Regions from separate parts of the Sus scrofa genome. Here region 2 is linked to region 1. Evidence: chromatin contacts called from public HiChIP or PLAC-seq data. All regions are on one chromosome and are shown on one strand. Each heading gives the region's core, a stretch centred on a gene start, on an enhancer-like site or on the middle of the called end of the contact. The rest is flanking DNA. Distances are from core to core; before and after follow the strand shown.

Region 1 (4,979 bases), core at 2,327-4,826:
CATGTAAAAAGCCAAATGTAGGATTCAGATGGAAGAGAGAAGATCAGGGGAAAGGACCCCTGGCCATAGTCATCTGGGAAAGATTTTGGAATTTTGGTGAGGACCCATAAAGGTAATGTGAGCAAGAATGAGGAAAGGTCCATTTGCAAAGTGGAGTTTTAAGATGACTACCGTGACAATAACACTATAGGTGAAATAAAATGGGAACTCAATAAGACTACGCAATAAGAAGGCGGCAATGCAAACAGGAAGAAACAGGTAAATTCAAAAACATAAACACACAAGTTGTACAAGTTTTTGTAACTAACAAAATGTGTTAGATGCTGGAAGAGCAGCATGATAATGTAATTATAAGGAGTGCAAAGCAGAAGTTATTGAGAGGAATAGCTTGCTTTTTGTTTTAATCTCTCTCTCCTTTTTTTTTTTCTTTCTTTTTAGGGCTATACCCACAGCACATGGAGGCTTCCAAGCTAGGGGTCAAATCGGAGCTGGAGCTGCAGACCTACACCACAGCCACAGCAAGGAAGGATTCAAGCCATGTCTCTGACCTACATCACAGCTTGCGGCAATGCTGGATCCTTAACTCACTGCTCAGGGGCAGGGATCAAACCCGCATCCTGTTGGATACTAGTTGGGTCCGTTTCCCCTGAGCCAACATGGGAACTCCTCTTTTTCCTTTTTTTTTTAAATGGTCATGCCTGCAGTGTATGGAAGTTTCTGGGCCAGGAACAGAATCTGAGCCAACGGTGCACTGTGGCAACACTAGATCCCTTAACCCACTGTTCCAGGCCAGGGCCAGGAACTGAACCTATACCTCTGCAACTACCTGAGCCCCCGCAGTTGGGGACTTAACCCACTGCACCACGATGAGAACTCCCTGTTTTAATATATTGAGTTATGGTGAGAGCAGAAAATCCAGATGGAAATGTTTTATTTAAGAAAGCAGAATCAAGGAGTTCCCTGGTAGCTCAGTGGGTTAAGGATTCAGTGCTGTCAGTCACTGCAGTGGCTGGGGTTCAATCCCGGGCCCCAGAACTTCCACATGCTGTGGGTTTGGTAAAAACAAACAAACAAACAAACAAACAAAACAAACCAAAAAACCTCCAACCAACCAACCAACCAAAAACAAGCCAGAATGGAGGGGCTGATAAAAGGTAAAATTGAAAGAACCAATTTGGGAATATCCTCTCTTAATGAGACATGTGAGAGTACTCAGTGACAAATGTGGAGCCTAATCACTTGGCATTTAACCACATTTAGTCAGAATAGAAAAAGACATAGCACTAAGTCTTATATTGTAGAAGCAAAGGCTGCCCAAGAGCCAGCAGCAATAAACACTAAAGAAAAAGAGCACAGACTGAGTTATGTCTACATTGTTAAAGGTAAGTTAATAATCAGAAAACCACAAGAAACTAACTTTTAGGGCAGTAACAGGATTACAGATGCTAAAAACTGAGCAGAGTGTAATGAGTACTGAATACCTTATGAGTCTTATACAGAATCTGTAACTGCCTCATGAAATGGGTTCAATACTCATTTTATAACTTCTTCATCAATTGTCACAGAAAATATTTAATAAAAGTGCAATGATAAAAGCATACATCAACTCAATGCAAGAGAGCTATGGATTCAAGTCCTGGGGTTCAACTTCACACCAGATCAGTGACGTCATATTAAAGAAATGTAACATCTAAGGGCCCAGGTTCATTCTGAAAACGGAGGCGTATACCATCTAACACCCAGTCAGCATAAGGACTGAAGAAGATAACTGCTTTCAGTTTACGAGATGCTTCTCTTCTGATTCTCCCCTTAAGCTAGGAGTAGCTAAGGAAGATAAGGAACTCTGGGTTCAAGAAGTTGTAAGGGGGAGTTCCCATTGTGGCTCAGTGGGTTAAGAACTCAACAAGTATACAGGAGGATGTGGGTTCGATCCCTGGATCCCTGGCCTGCTCAGTGAGTTAAGGATCTGGCGTTGCTGCAAGCTGCAGAGGAGGTTGAAGATACACTCAAATCTGGCACTGCAGTGGCCAGAAAAAACCTCCAACCAACCAACCAACCAAAAACAAGCCAGAATGGAGGGGCTGATAAAAGGTAAAATTGAAAGAACCAATTTGGGAATATCCTCTCTTAATGAGACATGTGAGAGTACTCAGTGACAAATGTGGAGCCTAATCACTTGGCATTTAACCACATTTAGTCAGAATAGAAAAAGACATAGCACTAAGTCTTATATTGTAGAAGCAAAGGCTGCCCAAGAGCCAGCAGCAATAAACACTAAAGAAAAAGAGCACAGACTGAGTTATGTCTACATTATTAAAGGTAAGTTAATAATCAATTCGACCCCTAGCCTGGGAACTTCCATATGCTGTGGGTGTGGCCCTTAAAAAAAAAAAAAAAGTTGAGAGGTACCCAAGGACTACACTGCCCTTCCATGACAGAAACAATGCTAAAATCACAGCCTTCCACTTTCTTTGCAACATACCCCAACAATCTGCATTAAAATTTCAAATCCATAAGGAACTGTTAACCTGGTTATCTTAAAAGACCATCTGTTTGTTTGAATTGGGTGTGTATGTTTTAATATACAAAGTTTGATGGGTAAACTATAAACACTACTTAAATATACAGCTCTTTACTCTTAGGAATCCTAAATAGTGTCTTTCCACAACCTACTTCTTTTAGTGTACTATCAAGGAAAAGTATTATTTAAGAAAATCTGGTAATTAAAAAAAGAAAGACAACTTGAATGCAATATGCAAGAATATACCTTTAAAGGACTCCCCCCCCCCGAATTTATGCAAACCCTTAAAAACAAGCACTGACCAATAAAACTAGGTCTGGCCAGTTTCTGTCATTTAAAATAACAGAAAATGATGTTGTTTGATCAGCCCTTTTAGCTACAGACACAACTAAACCTAAGGACACTGTTAATCAACCATAACTCTTCAATCTCAGATGCTCAATCCGCCCCTCATCTCCTAGCGCGAGATACATGCTCAGACAGTAAGGAGAGATAAGATCCATTTTTAAAGCTCTTGCAGAACAGAGGGCCAGATCTCAATTCCTATCTACTGTCTCACTTCCGCAAAGAGCAGACTACAAACACCTGGCTGTCCACATTCAAGACCCAGTTTCCAGCCTGTAAAGGGAAGCTGTGAAGAACAAGACGAATTGAGCAAACACGGAGAGGAGGTGGCGGGGCAAGATTTGGCAGCCGCGCCAACGGGCTTAGCGACATGGGGGCGAGGGGGGCGAAAGAGAAAGTGTCGGCTCCCTGGGCTTTACCCTCCATTGAAAGCGTAGGGCGAAAAGCGCAGCTGCGAAGGACCCGCGGCGCTATGAGGATCCATGGCCAAGTCTCTGCCGGGGACAGAGTACGCTGCTACCGAAGACAACATCGCGCCGCTCAGCTCCTGCTGTCTCACGGCGAGATGGCGGCCGACCGGAAGTCGGGCCACTTCCGGCTTCCGTGGCGCTGCCTCCGGCCGCTCTATCTCCCGCCGGTCGGTCGTCGCTCCTGGAAGCCAGAGCCGTCCCCTTCCGCTTCTCAGCCTGAGCCTGCTCTTCCGAGAGAGCTGACGGAGAGGGGAGGGTTGTCTCTCCTAACTAAACATTCGAAATCATGGATAAAAATTTTAAAATCTGACCTTACAAAGAAATTGGCAAAACTATGGAACAGTGGAAACTCGAAGACTCTATGGGAATGTAAGTTGGTACAGCCATAGCTCGAAAAGAGATTGGCATACCTTGACATGGTTGAAAATAAGCACACCTTATGACCCAGCAGTTCTACGCCGAGGTACGTACCCTAGCCAGAAAGATGTGTAAGGATAAGTCTTGTTCTTAATGACCCAGAACTGGCAACGATCCAAATGTCCACATACTGCAGAATGAATAAAACAACTGATGTTTTTTTCGCGAATGTTTTGTAGATAGTTTTGTATCCAGGACAATACCTGAATAAATACAATATTTCTCTCCATAGCCATCAAAGGGATGTGACACAGCGTAAAAAAAAAAATAACAGACTGCCAGCTAGAGGGAAGGCACATCAACATGGATGAGTCTTAAAACGTTGAGCAAAAGAGTGCCTACTATATACCTTAGGAGTACACAGTGAGAAGGAAGGGCCTGTTTGGCTGGGTATAGGTGAGGGTTCTGGTGCTGGCAATACTGGGTTTCTTTATTTGATTTAATACTATCTTTTAATCTCTATATGTGTTTATGTACGTCTTATTATATTTTACAGCTTAAAAATGTTATTTAAAAAAGGCAAGCAAGCAATTGGCTAATATCGATTGATTACCTGATATACACAATTCTGGAAGCAGAAAAGATTTTTGAAACCTAAGTTTTTAAATTAAAACTTTAAACAAAGGGTAAAGCAAAAGATTTTCTTTGATAGTTATGGAGAGAGAAGTATTTATTCAGGCACCATCCTGGATACAAAAATATCTATACAGCATTTCCTATCATTAAGGAGCTCACAACCTCACTGGTTATATGAAATACAAAGGAAGCAAATTAACAAGCATTACAAAATGTGATCATGCCTAAATGATCCACAGGAGAGGGACTCTGGGGCCCAACTACTGTGAAAAGACTGCATTAGACGGTAGCAGAAGAATTAAAATATAATCGAGTCTGTAAACCAGGCTGTCTGTTTTTGTTTTTCTTATCATTCTACATGTTTGAGAATAGCTAACATGCTTAACGTGTGCCAGGCACAGTTCATACATTTCCTTAATCTATCTCACAATGTCCTTCGAAGACTAGTGCTATTATTACTCCAACCTACAACGAAGAAACTGAGGCAGAGAGACCTGATAACTTGCTAAACGTCACTCCGCTAGTCAGTTTGAACGGTCAGCATTTAAATATCAATATCTTGCTTAGATTACCAATCAGAAAAGGCCCTGGCGGGGTGGCCTCGCCGGAAGCGCGAAGGACTCCGCCCCACCCCATGTTTCCCTTCAGCC
Region 2 (4,653 bases), core at 1,194-3,693, 160 kb before region 1:
TCTACCCTCACACTTATAACCGGTATTTTGATTTGAAGTAGAATTTCATGTTAGAATTTTCTTCCAAATTTTGAAATTTAGTGCTCCATTGAATTTTAGCTTCCCGGAATTCTGTTGAGAATTCCATGCTGTTCTGATTTCTATCCCTAAAGGTGATCTGTTCTTCCTCATGGAAACTCTTTAGGATGCTCTCTCTATCCCTGGGGTCCTGGCATTTTGTGGTGATGTGTCTCCTCATGGATCTTCATGGGTTTGTTGTGCTGGGCTTTCAATGCACCCTTTTCATATGAGAACATGTCTTTTAGATCTGAGAACTCTTAGATTATTGCTTGAGTAGTTTTTTCCTCTTTCTGTTCTCTTTCGTGTAACTATTTTTCAGACATCAAATTTCTTAATCTTTTAATTTTGTCTCTTTCTCCCTTTTTGTTCTAACATCTGAGAACTTATCAAATTTATCCTTTATCAATTTTTAAATTTAAATTAATGCTTTAGGAGTTTCTGTCATGACTCATCAGGATCCATGAGGATAGAGGTTCGATCCCTGGCCTTGCTTCATGGGTTAAGGATCCTGTGTTGCCGTGAGCTGTGGTGTAGTTTGCAGACTCAGCTAGGATCCTGAGTTGCTGTGGCTGTGGTGTAGGCAGGCAGCTGCAGCTCCTATTCGACCCCAGCCTGGGATCTAGCACATGCCGAGGGTGTGGCCCTAAAAAAAAAGAGACTAAATCAGTAAATAAATTATTGCTTTAACTTTCAAGAGCTCTTATTTTCTGAATATTTTTATATAACTTTTTCTTTCACTGATATATTATCTTCAGAGACTGCAGATAATAAAGTTTTTCATAACATTTTTTCCTCTTCCTAGTGTTCTGTTTTCTCCCCCCCAACTTCCTCAAATGTCGTGGACCCTTGGTCATCTGTGAATGTGTAGAAGGAGGCAGACAGTGCTCTTTGGAAGCTCTGCGGGGTAGAGCTAAGTGCTGCCAAGGGGCAAGACTCATACAGGCACTCGGTCGGGGCTATGGTCCGCCTGCCTCCTCTGCCTCCACAATCTGGCCCCACGTCTGCGCTGTCTGTCAGTGAGGCTTCTGCTCCTAAAGCCTGGAGTCCCTGGCTGCTCCCTCACACCAGCTGAAACCCTGGCACTCTCTTTCCTAGGTTGCTCCTTCTGCCTCTCAAGTCGTTCCTCCGCTGATCTTGTCTCAGATCCTACCCATCCTTCCAGGCTCAGCTCTCATGGTCTTTTTGCTGCCTTCTTCACCCTCCATGTTATAAAACTTACTCTACGTTTCACTTGTTCCCTCATCTTTGAGGTGGGTATTTGTCTCCCCAACCACATGTGTGCTGAAGACTAGAGACAATTTCACACACTTGTTGGTGTTGACCCTATGGTGCCCAACAAGTATTTGGTGCTGAGAACTGTTTTCTTGATGTTAGGGGGAAAAAAATCGACAGGAAATGAAAGCCGAATGCAGAGATTCCTTTCCAAACTGTCTAATACACACATACATCCGGTGTCACTTCAATTTGGTAATGCTTTTTGAGTGCTTGATCTGCAAGAGACTCTGCAGGAACAATATCTGACCATCTTACTTCCCTGATTGTAGCCTCTAGCCCCTGGTGCTTACGGCAGCCCTCCTGAGGTATGCCATGTGTAAAGACAGGTTTTCCGATGTACCTTAAGTAACTTGACATTATTAATACATTAAACATTATTTACTTAAAAAATAAAAACTAGATTGGCTGCCAAAATGTTCTTTTGGTTGTAGAGAAAAGGGTGACATTGTGGCCAGAGGAATGGCAACTGTGTATAATCGGAAGCCTGCCTTATCTCCCAGCCTACTGTGAACTTTACTGGTCTTAAGGCAGCTGCAGAAACGAGGTCGAGGTGACTCGCGTCCTCGCCTCCTCCCCTGCGGCGGCTGCTCGTCCGGAGCTCTCGGCTCTCTCGCCCCGTTCCAGATCCGCAAGCCTGCGCATCAACAGCTCTGGGCTCCAGGGCCGTGGTCACAGCAATGCTCAGAAGCTCCCCTTCATCTGGAGCTTGCCGTGCTCTGCTGTGTTCGTCGGCGCGCTCCGGGAAGCGCTGTCCTCAACGCAAAAGGCCATCGTCTAACCAAGGTCCCTCGGCCGGGAAGCCCACGCGTTCAGGCCCGCCTGCCTCCTGCGAGGGCCGGGACTCAGGGACTTTCTGCCTTCTCCCAGCAGCGCGCCCCGCCCTCCGAGCGCCCTAAAGCCGAGCCGCGGTGTCAAGACCCCAGCCGGCGCGGCCGGGCGAGCCTGCGGAAGCCGAGCGAGGTGCGACCCCGACCTCGGAAGAACCGCGAGGTTTCCGCGGCGACGGCCGCGGCGCCCGCGCATCTCGGCCCTCCCCTTCCTCCCCCCGCCCGCCACCCGGCGCCTCCCGGGTCCGTCTCGCAGGCCCCGCCCCAGGGCGGTCCTTCGAGCGGAAGCGCCCGAGCGGAAGCGGAAGTGCGAAGCGACTGCGGCGGGCCGAGAGCGGCGCGGGCGCATCTCTGTGCTGGCGCGTCTCTAGGTAGGGCCGGGCCTGCGGGCCCAGCGCGTCCGGACCGGCTCTCGGCCGTCGCCTCCGCGCGGTTGGCCGAGCTCGCGGTTCTGCGCCGTCACGGTCCCTGGGCCGCGTGTCCCTGACCGTCCGACCCCACAACCAGGCACCCTGCCTGCGCCTTCTGGCGCCGTCTTGGCCCAACCCCTCCCCAGAGAGAGGTGTGCAGTTCCGGGTCGGCGTGCGGTCCCTGGACCTAGTGAGCCGCATCGCTGCTCCTGCCGTCCCCTAAGGAGGCGTCCTCTGATCTCTCCGCTTGGTCTCCGAACTCGGGCGCCTTCCCTCACTCGTCCAGCTTTGCTGAGCCGGGGTCCCAGCACCCAGCAAGCACCAGTTCTCCAGGGAAGGAAAGGCCGGTGGGATGACGCCCCAGGAGCTGAGAGGATGATTAGTTCAAGTTGGCCGACGAGGGCCCAGAAGTTTCTGTATGGGGGGGGAGGGTTGAGCTGAATTTCCCATAAGAGTTGGGAGGTGCTGAGGAGCAAGAGGCCGTTGATTTCCAGCAGAGGGAACAGAAGACATGTGGGATTGAGACAGTCTGACGTGTTCCGGAAAGAATGTTGCTTGGAGATAGGAATGGAAGGATGCTCAAGAGATTTGGGAGCAAGGAAGTGATGTGATCCGGGTCCTAATGTTAAAAGGGTCTGGCAGGTGTAGGGTGGTGGTGGGGTGACTGCACTTGGTAAGAGTGTGTGTGCAGTCGTTTAGGAAAGAGAAGTTTCAGAACTGAAGATCTGGAAATGGTAGTAGAGCTTGGAGATGAGATTGATGCGAAAAAAGAGGTGGTGGTATTTCCATTGATTTCCAGATTTTCGGCCGGAGCATTTGAGTAGATAATTCAAAGAGTGAGGGACATGGAATGGCAGATGTGCAGCATCAGTTTCCTCTCCTTTCACCTCCTAAATATGGCCTGCAGCTGTGCTCTGTGCTTCCTCCGTGTCTGGTGTCATCCTTGGCTTTGTCCTCCAGTTCTCTGTCATTTCTGAGTCGTGGCCTCCCATCTACGTGCTGACCATGTTTGGACCATGCTGTTAGGAGCTACCCTCTCTGACCACCACAGACTTCACACCACGCATTCTCTGTATGTTGATCTCCCCATCACCCCGGCTCTGCTATCTCTAAGCTGTGCCACAGCTGCTCACCGCCGCCCCAAACACACTCACCTTGCCGTCCCTCTGTCTCAGGACTCCAGCTGTGCATTCCTTAGTGCTTGTGTTCAGGGAGACATTGAAAACACTTGGCTGTGTTAGGTCGCCCACTGCTCATCTCCACACATACCGTTTCTTGACCACCTTATGTGCTAGTGTAATTTCTAACCACCTCGTCCTCCAGACATGGAAATCTGTAATCACTCCTGGCCCACCTGTGAACTGAGAAGACTGCAGTAGGTGAGGTCTGAGGACACTTAGAGTTTTTAGTATTCTGAGGTTCAACCCCCCTCCGCAAGCCTAGACTTGGTGTCATTTATGGGGCAGATTTAAAGCTAATGATGTTCAGACCTCAAGGGTCCTTACTTTACCTGGCCCCTTCTAAAGCACTGGGAAGGACCTCAGAGGTCTTGTGTTTATAATTTTGTATTCTTTTTAAAAAGAGGAACTTCCAGTTTTATAAACTTCAAGCCCTACACGACTTGGATCCCTGTGGAACTGACCATGAGTCACATCCTGCTGTCTTGGTTTTGTGTCCTTGTCCTTCAGAGTTTCTCTTCTCCACCTCCTACTCCTTACGTGTGCTTCCTCTTGAGGTTTAGTGAGAAAATATGAATGAATGGAGCTGTTCAGGTTCCTGCTGGAACCTGGCTTTAGTTTCCTTTTGGGTCAGGAAGAGATGTCAGAGATTGGCAACCCAATACAGTGGGCAGAACCTTTGCAGCCATGCATGTATTTGATTTGTTTTCATTGCTGGATTGCCACCTCCTTGGAGAAAAGGCTGAGAGTAAGAAGGGAAGTCCAGTTAATTGAGACCATAAAAGCAACTCTTATGTCCACGGAAATTCATTCAGAGGAATGAATTGCATCCTTATTTTAGCAGTTTGAAAGTGAGGCAAACCTTACGCTATCAGTACTTTTATAGAACTTCATGGCAAGTGT

What was found. HiChIP or PLAC-seq counts read pairs in DNA pulled down with a chosen protein or histone mark.
Region 2: a contact with region 1 is called in an H3K27ac HiChIP or PLAC-seq map of alveolar macrophages. The contact joins the promoter of FAM120B here to the promoter of TBP in region 1. A contact is called at or near these places in 2 of 47 Hi-C or Micro-C datasets (blood and fetal skeletal muscle) and 2 of 2 datasets of contacts at active chromatin or transcription factors (alveolar macrophages and skeletal muscle).

The regions. Positions count from the first base shown.
Region 1 is chr1:22,272-27,250 of Sscrofa11.1, reverse strand. It overlaps TBP (TATA-box-binding protein), which reads left to right and starts at 3,576. Exons shown (of 5, transcript XM_021085495.1): 1 at 3,576-3,799. It overlaps PSMB1 (proteasome subunit beta 1), which reads right to left and starts at 3,424. Exons shown (of 6, transcript NM_001244353.1): 1 at 3,286-3,424. The coding sequence starts at 3,398.
Region 2 is chr1:184,573-189,225 of Sscrofa11.1, reverse strand. It overlaps FAM120B (constitutive coactivator of peroxisome proliferator-activated receptor gamma), which reads left to right and starts at 2,443. Exons shown (of 9, transcript XM_021085513.1): 1 at 2,443-2,533.